Linked DNA regions of Bombyx mori: region 1 is linked to region 2. A link is a contact called in public Hi-C data. All regions are on one chromosome and are shown on one strand. The core of a region is the stretch at or near the end of the contact, and the rest is flanking DNA. Distances in the headings are between cores, read along the strand shown. Region 1 holds the start of LOC101741121. Region 2 overlaps LOC101741121.

Region 1 (5,029 bases), core at 1,805-4,304, 62 kb after region 2:
ACTTAATAATAACTAAAATTAATAAATAATAATTAAATTTATTTTTAATATACCTATTTTAAAAGATGAAATTGATTGTTAGTTCAATTTCTTATTTATGTACTTGCTTTCTTTTTTTAGTTTTTAAACTACATACACATATGTTGTTTTTTATAGATACATTTTAAAGAATAGTTCACACCGAATAAACTGAAGGTAGGCTGCGTCCGCCAGACGACCTCATCGCGACTTCATTGTGGACTGGACCGTAGCTCATGAAATATTTACGCATGACTCTGAAAGGCCTATTTTATGCAGTCTATAGGGGGACCTGCACTGCATTCAGTATCCGTATTGTCCTGTACATTGATAAGCTAGACTTTTTTACGTCTATCAATTGCGGCTTTTATAGCATGTCCTTCTGTCTCTTATAATTCGAAAAACTTGACAATTTTATCTTACATTACGCTGCTTTCGGAACCGGTCAGTTCAGGCTTAAGAAAATTTAAATACAATACGCAAGATCCTGTTATGTAAAATCTCCATGCAGAACGTGGTATTGTTAATCTTTTTTTTTTGGGGCAAGGGTTGATTATGCTGATAACTGGCCGGTAATATTTTTTATTGAATTTATCTTGGGTGACGCTTTACAATTGAACTGACTTAAACCGGTTTGTGCAGTTACGTGCACACATACAATTTAGTAGGCTAATTTTAGTGAATTTGTTGTTAAGGGAACTAAACCAGTTAAGCTACAACTTAGTGGAAAAGGGGACAGATAGTGGGATTGTTTAATTGGAACGACGCTCTTCGACATACCACCCCACAGTCCCACAAAATCCGCAGAATTAACCGAAAGTAATTCTTGCTTCCTGTGATTTGAATTATGAATAATGCATTTTAAAACAATGCGAAACTTATTGCTGATGTTGCATAATACCTCCATGCTTTTATATGATGATAATATTTAATAGTAAGCCAAAGAAATCCTTGATCTTCGTTATTCCAACAGAAGACTTTATCTGCCTTTAGATTTTAATCGACTAGTTCAATCATAATCTTTATCTTTAGCAAATGGCAATGGAGATACATATAAACCAATGCATCAGCGCTTATGCCATCAGACTTTATGCTTCTAATTTCTTCTTTTTATCTACTTTTTGGTTTATTTATCTATTTATTTATTTACTACTCAATTAATCCGGTTTTTTGGATATTTTTACATAATTCGTTGTTTTTTGTCTTTTACGAAGATTCTTGATCTTTCTAGGCTTCTAGAAAAAATATCCAAGATCGATGATAGGATAGAAATACGATTTGAAGGTATCAAATATGTAATTTGGGTTACCGATCCGACGTCGTAGCTTTATACGTAGTTATTATGAATACAAGACATTCAATATTTGTGTATATTACACTCCTACACACCATTACTTCTCATCGCAATTTTTTTATAGTACTTAAATAACGGATCGGACAGGTAGAAGACGTAACAATCATATTATTTTATTTAATAATAATATTAATTCATGATTTAAAAAAATGCAGTTAAGTTAAACAATTCTTATTTATGTTATTCATGGGCGAGTTTGGTCTACGCTTTACCGAAGTAGGTAGATAATGTAGGTATGCAAGTATCTACTGGAGATAACAATATGGTTATTGCTTATGAACGAAAATAGATCGTAAGCAATACTACCCTAAACGATCAATGCTAGCTAGCGTTTGATCAATAAGTAGTTAACTTTTCCATGAGAAACCTTTTCGACATTAGATTTTAACATTTTGTTGTCACGGGTAGCAGCAATATTAATGCATATTTTATTTTTAAAGACTTTGGATGTACGTTTGTAAACTCTCCTCTCCACAATGGCTGAACCAATTGTAATATTTTAGAATTGAATGGTTTATTGAAGGATAAACCGTATCTTTACTTCATTCAAATCAGTTAAAAATTAAGAGATAAGATTTATCGAAAATTATAAAATGTGAGTGAATTTTCACGTACACATGTTAAAATATAATACCAAATGCGAATATATTTAAAAATATACTCAGGCACCATTAAGTATGTAAGGTCAAAAAAATACACAGTGATGTTGTAAGCTGTGTAGTTTGTTTAGACTACGCTGATAAAAAATATTATAAACAAAAATAGCAAATTCCTCAAGTTTGTAACTTTGTAATCACTATAATGTACAGTGTATTTGAGTTTATATATACACATATTAATGAAATATTACTACTCTAACATTGCTAATCTACATGATTTTTAAGTTAAGGCATATTTAAGTAATTAGTAGGTACAAATTTCTAACAAAGTTTTAATTGAAAAAAACCTAGATCATGCTTTCTACAAAAGATTTAAGTAAGTAAGCAGGCTTACCTATGTTGTAACTTCCATTCGGTGTTTGGGAATATTTAGGGTAAATAATAATATGACAACGAGAAGTTACCACGGTGCATATTCCCAAGGTAAACAAAGATTACGTAAACGGAATCCCACGCACACACGTCACCCGATCGATTTAAACTTTCGAATACGCCCACTAATAATAATTATTAATGAGTTAGTTAAATCTGTCCTTTTAAATTAACAACACTACATGCGCAATACAAACTTACGAGTTTCGTGCCCTTGAAATCGTACAGGTTATGTTATCGATAAAGCACAACACGCGCACTGACAGTCCGGCCAAACAAATCACAGGTCAAGTTCGAAACCGGTATATAAAATAACAGTGAACAAGAATCGAATGCTCATCAGTTCGAAAATGTTTTCCGACTGTCTGTCTGTAAAGCCGGTCCGTGAGCAAGAAATGAATATTAACAAAAAAAATGTTAGCGAGCCAATCGTAGTAAGTGAGCTGGGGAGCGATAGTCGTGCCCCCGCAGTCAGAATCTAACTGAGCGTACCGCGAGGGCGCCGCGAGCCGAATGGCGATTACGGCGAGGACGAGGCCCCGCGCGCCTCCTCCGACTTGCCGCCAGCCAACTGCGCGCGCCACCACGAGGCTGTCTCACAACAATATCCTTATTTTTACCTGATAAAAACAACAATATTGTACTAACATAAAACGCCGATGTCTATGATTAAATATCCAAAAATGTAATGTTAAAGCACAAAAAATCCCTATTTCCTGACCTTCATCATGAGCATTGGACTATAATGCCACATTTAATTCATTACATACATGTATAAAGTGGTTAAAACATTAGTAAATAAAAAAAATCCCTAATGTGCATTTGAAGTTACGAAACTATCCCTAACAGTACAAGTGGTCACATAGCACCCCTTACTAAATAGGTATAAACCGGTTTCAAATGCCAGGTAAATCTCGATAATAATAGGGAACGATGGTCAGAAAATAAGACGCCATCGAATTTCAATACTGATGATTAATAATTGTAAAATATAAAATGAAAATAGTAAACTCGTGATAAGTTGTAAACGTAAACAGAGCTCAAAGAATATCCTGCGAAAAGTTACATAAAAGCTATTTTAATTATTCTTCTAAATAATCTGATATGTTATATTATTATGAATTATTCAGGATTGTATATAATAAATGTTTTTTTTTCCCTTAAACCTACAAAGGCGTTGAAAAAATAAAATTTTTGAAGCAAAAATAACAATTCGAATATTGCCCCTTATCTTATTTCTTCAGCCCACTCGTGTTGCTATATTGGATGATAAATATTATTTGTCAGTCAAATTCTTAGATATATATAATAGGGCGCAAAGGAGTCACTTGGTGCTGTCAGGGGCAGGTGATTGAGTCTTTATCGCCGAGCCGACGCAACCCGAGGGTGCAACCTGCGTCCGTGTCAGCGTCACTTCTCAGTTCATTTATCTCGAAGGAACTCCTTCCAAAATGTTAAGAGAAACTGCTTTCCAATTTATTATAAAGCGGAACAATAGAACACCCTGCAAGCACCTGTCGTACAACCCACAAAGATTCCACAGTCAGAAAAGGAGATAGTTAAGTTAAAAAAATTAATAACCTATTAATATCTAAAAAACAACCGGACATATGTTTTGCAAATCAATTTTAATTGAATCTTTCTTTAATTTTATTGTATGTTCTCTTTTTCAGATTTTCCTCCTGATTGTTGAAATATTAGACGAAAGTATGACACTCTTTTACGATTCTGTATTGTAATTTAAACTTAAAATTACGTAAAAGCTTTATCATATCAAAGCTTCTACGTAATTGAGAGGATCGTAATTGATTGTGAAATTCGATTAAATAGATAGGTACAGAACCATGTATATTTTTGTTTTTATTTATAGGCTAGGCACCATTGTATGACAATTTACGAAATAAAATTTACTTAAATATTGTCGTTAGGACACGCATAGAACAACTTCTATAACGATCTCTAAAAACGAACCAAAAGTTAAAACGTCTACTAACATATTTTTATTGTTAACTTTTAACCAAAGAATTTAGTTAGCGACCGTCGGCAAAAAAGTGGGGAAAATAAAATCTTATAGTAACCCAGTGAATGACTCTTCCGAGAAAGCCGTCATGGCCACTCATCTCGCTCGAACGCCCAATTCTATATTGTTTATTGAAATAATACCTGACGTCTACCTTAATGGACACGAAACAAAACAATGACCACGCTCAGAGTCAAGTCAGTTTTATGCTATACTTTCACAAACAATATAATAATATATTTTTAAAAATTTAAAGTAAATTTTGTCAACGGAGAAAGAGTCATTTTAGTGTTTTTACTAAAATATGTACATTGTGTTTATAGACTTTGAAAACATTCAATTAAAGAAACAGGAACTGTGTACCCATTTAGTCACTTCACTAGTGTTTAAATAAATAAATATTCAATGTCGATTTTAGTCGAATTCTAACAGTTTTTATCAAAATTAAGTTTTGCTTAACTAATCCGGATGACAATTAAAAATAGTTGTCGTGAATAAGGCGACTAGTGTAGTCGTATCAACGATGTGACTACATTTTACGTATTATATTATACATAATAATATTCTGTGGGCTTCTAAATTTGTACCTACCTACAACAACACTTT
Region 2 (5,386 bases), core at 2,221-4,720:
AGCAGTATACTCTGAGTGCTATATTAGCGTACCCCGATCACTAAACGGCATATACCGATAGTTGGGCGAGTTGTAAGTCCGCAAGGGTAATGGTAAGGGTAATGTAATAAAAGTTGCGGCAGCCGTTGTAACTATACTGAGGCCTTAGAACTCGTATCTCAAGGTGTGTGGCGACATTTGCGTTGTAGTTGTCTATGGGCTCCGGTAACTTAACACCAGGTGGGCTGTGAGCTCGTCCACCCATCTATGCAATAAAAAATAAAAAAATAAAGTGTTGAATGAGTTAAAGGCCCACAAGTAATTACGCAAACTATAATGTTACGATAGTTATACCGGCGCACGGTTTAACAGCAAAAAGCTTGGACCAATACCTTAAGAAGCTTGCGCTATCCAGCTGAGTTAAAATCCCGGCGTAGAAAGCGGTCATTCTTTACAGGGTATACGTATCGCTAGGACGTATCACACTGTGAAGCCGTAAATACTGGGGGCTTGTGTCATGGACACAGCCAACAGAGATCTACTTTTGTTTTTAAATCGTATTTTTAACTCTTCTTTTAAAATTGTATAGTTCATAAAAAATAGTGAGTTATATTGTAAATGGTATAATAATGATTTTAAAAACAGTTGCGAGTCTCATAAATTCGTACTGCCGTTCGATTATATGTATGCTTTGACGTCGGCGTAAATAATGTTTCAAGTACACAAAGGATATCAATATTGAAAAGAAAAAGTAAGCTCTAGACAATGTCCAAATATTAGATAAAAAGGAATTTAGACGATGAATATATTTATATTTCTTTATTTAAGTCAATGTCAATAGTAAATAGTGTTATTATACAATTTTATTCTTCATTTATTATTTTTATTAATAATGTTATTTTTGGAACGAAGTTCCTTATGCGATGATGAGGAAGGATAACCTAACCGGGAAAAACGTCCGTAACGTAAGATTTTTATTAGTAATGCACACAGTGTACGACTTAACTTTGTAATAACGTAGAAAATTTTTTTTTTTATTTTTTATTTTTATCAATAAAAAATCATAATAAAAAATGCATACCCGAATAATTATTTTCTTTATACCTCGAATAGAACTTAAAATTAATATTTTTATAATAAGGAACTTCGTTCCTATCCGGTGTCCCACGACACCACGCATATTTTTTTTATAAAATATATATGTATAAATAATAAGATTTATTTCAAGTTAAATGAAGTGTGATGTTTATTAAATGGTTAAGTTATATGTCTTGAATAGGCTCTATGAGGAGGTAATGTAAGTTACACAACAGAAGATTCGGTGATAAAGCGAGTGGTATCAAAATGGCCTGACTCTGCGCCAGGATTGGTTTCCGACTGGCGATCTGCCAGCTTCCTTGTCCAAGTTCCGTACACAATCTAGCAAAAATTTACATGAAAATTTACTATCCCTTTTAATGTTAGTTATAAACTTATTATTTTATTGCACTGGTAACAAATGTCGTGAATCGAATTCGGTTAGAGAGAACGAATTTGTAAGAGTTATAACTCTGAAACTTTATTCAACTTGGAGTTAAAAATGAGAGGAAGGGTACGTGAAGTGTGCATTGATATTTCCAGAACCCTCGAGGTTGTTGCGAATCAACTTGGAGCATTGAGCCTCCTCAACGCCACTAACGGGGCGATTGTAATCCCGCTTTGTCAGTAACGCGAAGACAGGAAGTGGTCGAGAGCCATTCAACTTATCTGAGATACATTCTACGGTTTTAAAACAGCAATGGCGATGGTAATATTCAAAATATTTAATTAAAACCGCGTCTGTTGAATAATTTATAATAGAACAGTAAACTTTTGTAACACATTAAGACATTTTTACACACACATTTGTAACACATTTAAGACATAAGACATTCTACTGGTGGTAGGACCTCTTGTGAGTCCGCACGGGTAGGTGCCACCGCCCCGCCTATTTCGGCCGTGAAGCAGTAATGCGTTTCGGTTCGAAGGGTGGGGCAGCCGTTGTGACTATACTGAGACCTTAGAACTATATCTCAAGGTGTGTGGCGCATTTACGTTGTAGATGTCTATGGGCTCCAGTAACCACTTAACACCAGGTGGGCTGTGAGCTCGTCCACACATCTAAGCAATAAAAAAAAGGCATTTATTTGTGTTGAACATTCAGTTTTTTTACAGTGTTTGGATGTTCAGCATTCATACTGGATTTTTTAACTAAAGCGCGCGTTATGACAAAACAAACTTGATTCAACCAGGATTATGATCGCCATAGTACTTACAACCATCCTGCGTATTTCTCGCCGGACAAAGTCTTACGTTCTGGTTGAGACTACTATCTCGGATCTTAAGGCGGGTGCTACTTTACCATTGTGACGTCTACGAAATCCGGTAACACCAGGAGGACAGTGAGTTTATTAACCCCTTAATCCAAAAACAGAACACAATCCCTTTTCTCGCAAATGGTACCTTTTCATGCGTGAGAAATCCGATAAGGATACTTACTACCTTACTTAACCAAGAACAACGCAATGACCAGTATCGGGATGTGACACGTAGTTTCTGAAGTGGATTTTTTAAAGGCAAACGGCTCTTGTAGTCAGACGAGCATGGCCCACCTAATGGTGAGTGGTTCCTGTCGCACATGGACATCCACCGTGCCAGGGGCACCGCCAAGCCGCTGAGAGTCAGAATGACGGAATTGTCCTACTGACTAAAATCGCACTTAAGGTTACATATCATACTTTTCCACAACACAGATGCTACGTGAACATCCTATGCAAATCCTCAACCACACTCCAACATATGGAGTATCCTAAGATCTTACGTTTCTTACTTCAATCGATCATCGAACAGATATAAAGCTTTTGTTATTCTTCGCTTAGTGGTTTTACTCTTTACAGAGTGGTCGTGATTGCTATTTAGGATTAGAGACCGAGACCACGTGGTAATAGATCGATGATTAGAGAGGACAGATTTGTTGGGTCTACGTTGTTCACTCGTCTTTAGCGTCTAAAAAACATTCCCGATTCCAGTTATCATTATTTACCTTTTTTTAAAATTATCACTTAATTATTTATTTTTCATAAATATTCCATAAATCCAAATTCCGTTTCCAAATAATTCTTGTCCATCTGATGGTTGTGTGGAAGAGATCGCTCTTAGCGATTGATTAGCCGCAAATTGTACTTCTTTTTTTTTGTTCTGAATGTTTCGCATTGTTTATTTTTTAATAAAGAATACTCTCTTTCTCTTTTTCATAAGTTTCTAAAATAAGCAAAACGAGTTTTTTTTTTCGAGTTTATATAAGTGACAATAGAAATCGATTAGCATAATGCCGTTTAAAACGTTTCTCGGATACAAGTTTGTGTTTCATAAAGCGTCGTTATAGAAGTTCTGAACGAGTACGACATTATGGACAAGAGTGACGTCAGTCGTCCCGGACGCAGCTGTCGCGCGTCACAATATCCCCCAGTGCTCCGGCCTGGGAAAGCAGCGCCCCTACCGGCTCTCACTTGTTACGCTACCGCCAGTACCGTCACTGTCCGCCAACGCACCGTAGTGACATTGAATGTCACTATTATGAACTTGACTTACTTTTATTATGTTTGCAAACCGAGTCTTCTCGTGCTGCATTGTCTGACAGTGACGACTGATGCTCTATTATCTCTATAGTAGCAGTATTTCTAACTATGTTATCGATTTCTGTTGTCACCCTTTGAAACGGTGACGTTACTTTTGTTTACGACAAATTCGAAAGCTATTATTTAGATCAGATAGTGTTTTGAGTACATTGCGGCTTATGTAGCCAGTTGATTTTCCTTGACAACACTACATACCAGGTAGGTAGGTGTATTTAAATTGTTTTACATTTTCCTAAAAAAGGCAACTCTCGAGTCGTTGCTATATAAGAACATGAATGGGAGAATATCAGAAACTTTCAATGTTGACTAAGGAACTTTGCACCGGCTTCATCAAAATTCGTGTCAGGGTATAAAAGTGAATGGAATTGAAAACGAGCAAGCCGTGGTTGGTCCAGTTGAGAAGGTTATCATAACGAACAATATTTTGCAAATGGACTTTTATTTTTGTTACAGTCGTAATAATCCTTGAGGATTCTGTAGTCACTTGGTAAGAACGGAATCATTATAATTGTATCCAGTCTGATTTTTTCTTGCAGTATGTGTCCCGACGAGCTCAAAGCTCATCTGGTAAAGAGTCAGAGAGTACAGAACTACATATTTTTAAATTATAAAATTTAAACTATTTAAATTATATGTCATCGCCAATCTAGAATCATGAATTCGAAGGCCTATTTTATTGTTTAACCGCTGTGGCACCCTACAAACAAGACCGAAGGTTTGCTACACGGCAGAATGGTGGTATAACCGGTGAAAACTACTAAATGGTAGTATAATGAAGTAAACATTTTCGTTTCTAAAAAAGTTTCCTATGAAGAACTAGCGAACCAAACTCAGCGGGCAAAAGATTTTTATTTCGATTACTTTTGAATTGCCATAGAGCAAAAAAATGATATATTATATTTTCTATGTACTTAGTACTTATTATAATAAAAAAGCCTTCCAAATAATGAAACAATCGATTGATTAAGTTTGAAAATGAGTAGTAAAATTCGGTAAAGGATAACTTATGTGATGACTTCATGTGCAAACAATAACAATCAGAAACTATCCGACTACATTGGGCTGAATAATAATAATACTCGAAGCATTAATTCTATCTTTCACATAGCAATTTTATTAACATATGAAAAAGTAGGTCGTAAAACCATACAAACATGACACAAATATCGTTTTAGCTGGGGGCAAACTACCCGAATATCGATGGTTTTGTTGGCTAACATTCTCATGTATTCATATTGGAAACAACACACCGCTGTAGGAGTGGGTGATATAAATCGTATATAGATTCAATATCTATATATCGCACCAATATCGTTGAATCCGATATCGCCCCGCACGAAATCTATATATCGATATCAGCCGATACACGATATTGCTCGATGTGATGCGCATCGCCATATCGTACCGATTCGTGAATCGAAATCTATATTTCGATATCAGCCGATACACGATATTGCTCGATGTGATGCGCATCGGCATATCGTACCGATTCGTGAATATCAGCGATATTCGTTTAGTTCGTATCGAATCGGCCAGAGTGAGTGAGCGCACGATAGGGATATCATGTGATGAATGAAACAGAAACAGGCATTATCCATACAATTGTAAACCTTATATTTAAGTCCATATGTCTCTAGATTATTCTTAGCGTATCAGCAGGATACAATTAAGGAAAGAAGTTTCAACTTTCGACCCTAACTTGAATGCAGTATAGCCTATTTGCATCGTTGAATTTAATTTCACGCGCTTTG

The links. Hi-C and Micro-C count contacts between places; a contact is called where the count stands out from the background.
Region 1: a Hi-C map of midgut shows a contact between it and region 2, with 1.9 times the contacts expected there. The contact joins the promoter of LOC101741121 here to the enhancer-like site in region 2. A contact is called at or near these places in 3 of 7 Hi-C or Micro-C datasets (midgut and whole pupa).

What each region holds. Positions count from the first base shown.
Region 1 is chr4:12,027,715-12,032,743 of ASM3026992v2, forward strand. It overlaps LOC101741121, which reads right to left and starts at 3,055. Exons shown (of 13, transcript XM_062668263.1): 1 at 2,366-3,055.
Region 2 is chr4:11,965,536-11,970,921 of ASM3026992v2, forward strand. The region is part of intron 2 of LOC101741121; the gene reads right to left. Among protein-coding and RNA genes, the nearest start is that of LOC119631218, 17 kb to the right of the region's middle. Within about 2 kb of position 3,471, at least 8 of the 8 cell types and tissues checked have open chromatin away from gene starts, as enhancers often do.